Linked DNA regions of Mus musculus: region 2 is linked to region 1. The links are chromatin contacts, called in public promoter capture Hi-C maps. All regions are on one chromosome and are shown on one strand. The core of a region is the stretch at or near the end of the contact, and the rest is flanking DNA. Distances in the headings are between cores, read along the strand shown.

Region 1 (3,035 bases), core at 412-2,911:
AATTCAGAAAATATCATGATTAGGAAGTTTCACATACTTTCAGTGTAATATGAAGAGTAAAATATTCTACAGATAAACATTTCTTTAAAAAGAACTAGTTAGCCGGGCGTGGTGGTGCATGCCTTTAATCCCAGCACTTGGGAGGCAGAGGCAGGGGGATTTCTGAGTTCGAGGCCAGCCTGGTCTAAAGAGTGAGTTCCAGGACAGCCAGGGCTATACAGAGAAACCCTGTCTGGAAAAACAACAACAAAAAAAAAAAAAAAAAAAAAACAAAAACAAAAAGAACTAGTTTTACCTTTTATCCATCATATGTAACACAGTCATGTTTTATATATTTTCTGTAGCACTGAATTCTGTTGCCTCATCTCAGTTATTTGGAGAATGGTTAGGTACTTCATAGGGTAGACAACAAGCATGGTTTTCTGAGACAAACTTACTTGTTCGGATAAAAGAAACATTGTTGTTGTTTCAAGAAAAAGAACTTGTTACAATTTTCTACATAGCAACGTAGTTGTCTCTCCCGATTTTTTAAATGACTCATCGCTGTTGCAAGAAACTCTTGTGTAAAAAGGTTTCCAAGGGGAAAAAAAATTGATTTTAGCTAGAGTATTCATTTCGGCAACTTTTCTGGATAAATTGTATTCTCTAAAAATTCTAACACAACTTTCTCTTTGGAATATTCAAAAACATTTCGTAGCTAAGATTGGAAAAAGGCTTAAGCACACAGAATTTTCACTTAACCTCTTTTTCTTTTTCGTTTTTTAATCTTCATATAGGGATTTTCTAAGGTTATCTTAAAATTTGTCTGGGAATGGTGCTAGACGACTATAATCCCAGCATTGGACAGAGGGGCTCTGAGGCCGGAGAATAGCTGTGTGCTTCAGACTAGCCAGGATTACTTATCGAGACACTTTTTAAAACAACCATCAAATTATGCAACAACAACAAAAAACAAAAACAAAAAAACAAAAAAACGACAACCACAATTCGTGCTGGAGTTCGGCAAACTTTAACTCACAGCCACGTTTTTACCCCCAAGCACGCAGGCTCAAATTCATCTTGGAAGAATTCAAGGTAAAGTTTGCTCCATCGTGAATGCTTCATGGTCGAATCCATGACGATTCGAGATCAGGGAGTCGATGGTAGAGGTGTAGAAGGGTTAAGAGGTTACAAATCTTGTTACCCTGTTTCAACCTTGAATAAACCGAATTGCTGAAGGGTGGAGATCTGGAAAGCATTCCGAACATGCTTTCTAGACATTCTGAGTCGCGATTTCTACATCACCCAAGTCACTTAATTTTGGAAAGCAACATTAGCCTGGCTGATTTCGATAGTTTTTTATTTACACCCGGCATTGAGCAGACACTGCAGCCTACTGGACAAAGCTGGACGCCCTACGGGGTGGCCACAGGGCAGACTGATTTAACCACAGCTCTACAGGGAGCCTCACTGTCCGATCTATCCGCGGCCTTTCCCAGGACCGCGGACGGCGACCGCGGGTCCCAGCTCTCCGGTGCTGCTCCCGGCCCGCCGCTGGACGAAAGGAAAGAAACAGCCGCGGACCGGCCCCCGGCTGCGCATGCGCGGCGACGCCAACTCCGCTTCCTGAATTCTGGAGGAAGTGGCGTCGCGTTACTTCCGGCCTCCCTCTAGCTGCCATCTTGCGTCCCCGCGTGTGTGCGCCTTCTCTCAGCTGGTCTGCCCGAGACCCCCTGAGCGTGAACCTTAGTTCCCCGCGCGGCGCCATTTCCACTCCGACAAGGTACAGAAAAAAGGCCGTGGACGCCGGCGTGGGAGGAGACCGGGAGTTGGGGGTGGGGCGGGCGTTTCCCGGCAGGAGCGAGGCAGGGAGGGGACGGACGGAGCTGAGGAAAGCGATGCGACGGACGGGCGCTCCCACCCAGGCGGACTCTCGGGGGCGAGGGCGAGCCAGGGGCGGCTGGCCCGGGGCCGAAGCGACGCCCTCTCTCCCTCTCGGCGGAAGCCGAGGACGGGAGTCTCAGGTACCGCGAGGCCTGCGGAGAGTGGCCGGGCCGGGCAGGCCGTGGCGAGGCCTCGGCCCAGGCCGGGCAGGGCGGCGGGGAGCGGGGGATGCTCGGTCGCCGTGGGGCTGAGCCCGAGGCCGGGCCGGGCCGGGCGGGGGAGGGGCGAGGGGCCCTGTGCGCCCCGGCGAGCCTGGAGGGGTGAATTGGGGATCCAGGCCTCAGCCCGAGGGGGACGACGTTCTCCTGCGAGTGTAGCGGGAAATAACGAGCGTGGAATGCTGGAGGGGGGGCCCGGCCGTTCTTGTTCTTGGCTGAGGATTTTTTTTTTTCCTCTCTCTTTGTAGATGAAAGAAACAATCATGAACCAGGAGAAACTCGCCAAACTGCAGGCACAAGTGCGCATTGGTGGGAAAGTAAGTTTCTTTTTTTTTTTTCCTCCTTTCTTTTTCTCTCCTCTCTCTCTTCCAAAGTTCCGTTTGCATTTCTCACGTTGTTGGGTTTTTTGTTTTTTGTTTTTTTTGTTGTTGTTGTTGTTGTTTTTGGTTTGGTTGGTTGGTTTTTTGGGTTTTTTTTGTCACTTTGCTTGGCAGGGGACATTTCGCAAAGCTAGCAAATCCAAGGGAAATGAGACCAATACTAAGAGACAAGGAGGAGATAGATAGATAGATAGATAGTAGGGGTGAGGTCGGTCATCGAGTAGAGAAGAAAATAGCACTTAAAAACGGTGCCTTGCTTGCAAGAGGTTCAGGATTATGGCGCATATAAACAAATGTTACTGGATTTTATGAATGGGGGGGAAAGTATGTTCTCTGCCAAATCTTTGTGTACCGTGTACCCTTGACTTGTACAATGTTGGGGGTGGTTATTTTGTTACCTTTGAGTTGTCCTGAGATCCAACACATGTTTTGGTACATGCTAGAGGACCTCTCAACTCCCAAACTGCATTCCCACCCCATTTTTTTTAAAAGTAAGTTAACTGAAAGTATTGGCTTTTCCTGTTCTACTTAATGATTAGGTAATTTTATTATTATTATTATTATTATGAAGATC
Region 2 (2,849 bases), core at 21-2,520, 290 kb before region 1:
ATCTAGTTAAAGCACACAGAGGGTGCAGAGGAAGACAGAAGGGTTAGTGCCTCTCTTCCTAGGCACCCGCCCTTCATGCAATGATTGAAACATTTGATCACCTATCTCACCACACGTAGTAGGTGGCCAGCTGTTAGAATCAGGGCTGTGGAAATGGCTCAGTTGGTGAAGAGTTTGTTGTGCGACTATGAAGGCTGAGACTCAGGTTACATACAAGCTACACGGGCATGATGGCCTGTCTGTGATCTCACCTTGTAAGACAGGAATCCCCAGACCAAGCTGGCAAGCCAGAGTAGTCTAATACAGCCAGCTTCAAGTTCAGCAAGATGGGGAATAGTGCAGGAAGACAGTCAATGTTAACCGTGGGCCTGCCTACACACAGGCACACAAGTGTGCCTGCACATATACCCACACATAGATAAACACACACACACACACACACACACACACACACACACACATGCACGCACACATAAATACCTCATATTTACACATGCAAGAAGTAAATTAACAAAGTTTTTTTTTTTTTAATGCTAGAATCATCTCAAGTTATCTTTCTGTTTTGAAGTGGAGATTTCTGGTTTCATTGGAGACTCAGTTGTGTCACGTGTTGTTTTTGTCTGGAAACTGTCTTTTGAGAGGATGTTTTGTTGAAGCAGACACGGGAGAGGTTGTTTTTGCTGAGAACAGACAGGTGGTATTTTCTGGAAGCTGGCATGTAATGCTTTGCTGGAGCAGGTGCTTGGGAGGACACCTGGTGTCTGGAAAGGGTAGGAGTATAACCAGACAGACAGTGGACGATGCTGTGGCATTGGTTCGCCCTGCCACTCTTTACTGGGCTTTGCTGACACTGGTCTTCACTGATGACGCTGTGGAATTGGTTCACCTTACCGTCTTCACTGACCATCACTTGTCGTGGCTTCGTAGAAACACACTAAAGAACGTCTTGCGATAGTCAGGCAGCTTCTTGCTGCTTCTGCACAAACTTGGCTCGATTGGCAGAGCCTGGAGGTTTCTTCTGGATTGAACTGCCATTGTTGCTGATTTGTGAATGGTGTTTGTGAGTGAATTGAGCTACCAATGCTGAGTCGTGTGAACTAAACTGCCGCTATCCTGACAACACAGATTGGAATCGCCCCAGAGAACTCTTTCTAAACAGGTCCACATCCCTCTTTGCCGTATTAACTTTTCCTTTCTGTTATCTCTGGTGGGTAGTGGGCTAGAAGGGAAAGTATTTAAGAGCCCTTATTAAAGTAGGTTTTGAAAAATCTAAGCCTACACTGCTCTGTTCCCATGTCCACAGCGGTAAATTGTGTCTTATTTGGGCCCATACACTCACCTCCACGATGTTCCTGCTACTTAAACATACATTTTCTCCTCGGCAAGCCATCCTGCAGGCTGCCAGACTATGCCATCAAAAACACAAAGCTTGTGTGTGTGTGTGTGGGGGGGGGGGGAAGCACACAGCTGGCACCTCCTAGACCCAATAATAACTTGCACCCCATGGGATGAACTATTCTGTGTTTGTTCATGGCCCGAGCCCCACCCACATCCATTTGACATCAATGTTTCCATGGCAAATAATAATCTTCAGATGTGATAGAGCAGGGGCTGCAAGCCCACAGAGCGCAGCCAGATGAGACAAACATGTTGCTTAAGCGACAGGGCACAGTGGTGCCGAGCAGCCGACAGCCTGTGTGTTCATGACCCAGTGGGTTCACATCACAGCCCAGAGGTTGCTCCGCTAATGAGGAGTGAGTCAAACATGTAGCTCTGAACACTTGACGATATGCCGCGACATCCCCCATCCTGTGGGAGTATGTATTTATATGGAGAGGCAGGACTGTCGCGGCTAAGCCATATGGATGCTGCCCCACATCTGGAGCATGTGTTCACCCTCCACATTTCAAAGTCATCATTTGGGCCTCAGTTCTGTACAGAATTTAAAATAGACTCTGGAGTCTTGCTCTCTGTTGTCTGCAGCCCTCATTTAACACCCAGGTCTGGCTTTGTGGAGGCGTCTGTACTTGAATGTTAACATGTTAAATACAAAACTCCATAAAACCAGGGACCCCATGCTATGATGACAAATGCCATGCTTTCAGAGAAGCATCAGAGGACAGAGGACCTTACACACTGAAGTAGGGGTTCTTGTTTCCCAAGGGACAGGGCAATATGCTACCCAACAGGGAAAAAAGTCCAGAAGAAAAGTTACTACATTTGAACACGCTCAAGGGTACATTATTCCTGGAAATGCTAAAAGGACATCTAGGTACCAGGGCACTCATGTCTCCAAGTGTCCTGCCGACTTGCAGCTGGCACCACCCAGAGCTTGTTGGAAATACAATCTCAGCCACCTCCCCAAATGGGGAGGAAGGCCCCAGGCTCTTGCTTCCTGGTCCCACCGCTACCTAAGTCCCCACTCCTGGATGCAGTAGCTGGCACTCAGGTGCACTCAGGGGCCTGTACACCTCCACAGACTTCACACTACATCAAGGCAAGAGTCACAACATGGGAAGAAGAACTCTGTGTAGGAGCCCGGGGACCAAGTGGCACAGACACCATAAGCATCTGGCCCTTCAAAAGGAAATTATTCCGTCCCAAATATGTACAAAGACTTCAGACTGACTCACCACTCTTACAGATCTGTGCAAAGGAAAGACCACAGAACAGGATGGTGCTGGCTTTGCTGGGCGACACCCCCCACCCTGTGCTATGCATGCTGGGTAAGGGTTGTTGCGGGGGGGGGGGGGTCAGGCATGCTAAGCTGCTCCCTGACCTCTGAGAGCTCCTTGGCACTTTTAGAGTTCTTGTTATTGGATTGCACCCGAAAGTGGCCCCAGGAACAG

The links. Promoter capture Hi-C pulls out the DNA fragments that hold promoters and counts their contacts.
Region 2: a contact with region 1 is called in a promoter capture Hi-C map of second pharyngeal arch cranial neural crest, with 5 times the contacts expected there. The contact joins the enhancer-like site here to the promoter of Btf3 in region 1. A contact is called at or near these places in 5 of 39 promoter capture datasets (the 3T3-L1 cell line, frontonasal cranial neural crest, hippocampal neurons and 1 more), 2 of 484 Hi-C or Micro-C datasets (nephron progenitors and palatal mesenchyme), 5 of 115 datasets of contacts at active chromatin or transcription factors (bone marrow-derived macrophages, cardiomyocytes, embryonic forebrain and 2 more) and 1 of 9 other capture datasets (pancreatic islet).

What each region holds. Positions count from the first base shown.
Region 1 is chr13:98,315,593-98,318,627 of GRCm38.p6, reverse strand. Btf3 (basic transcription factor 3) reads left to right here and starts at 1,661. Exons shown (of 6, transcript NM_145455.3): 1 at 1,661-2,003; 2 at 2,330-2,398. The coding sequence starts at 1,878. It overlaps Gm9828 (predicted gene 9828), which reads right to left and starts at 1,512. Exons shown (of 4, transcript NR_137279.1): 1 at 1,019-1,512.
Region 2 is chr13:98,602,817-98,605,665 of GRCm38.p6, reverse strand. No RefSeq gene overlaps it. Among named protein-coding and RNA genes, the nearest start is that of Gm41033, 30 kb to the right of the region's middle. Within about 2 kb of position 1,270, at least 3 of the 459 cell types and tissues checked have an H3K27ac peak or open chromatin away from gene starts, as enhancers often do. A contact at or near this core is called in second pharyngeal arch cranial neural crest, where this site is marked.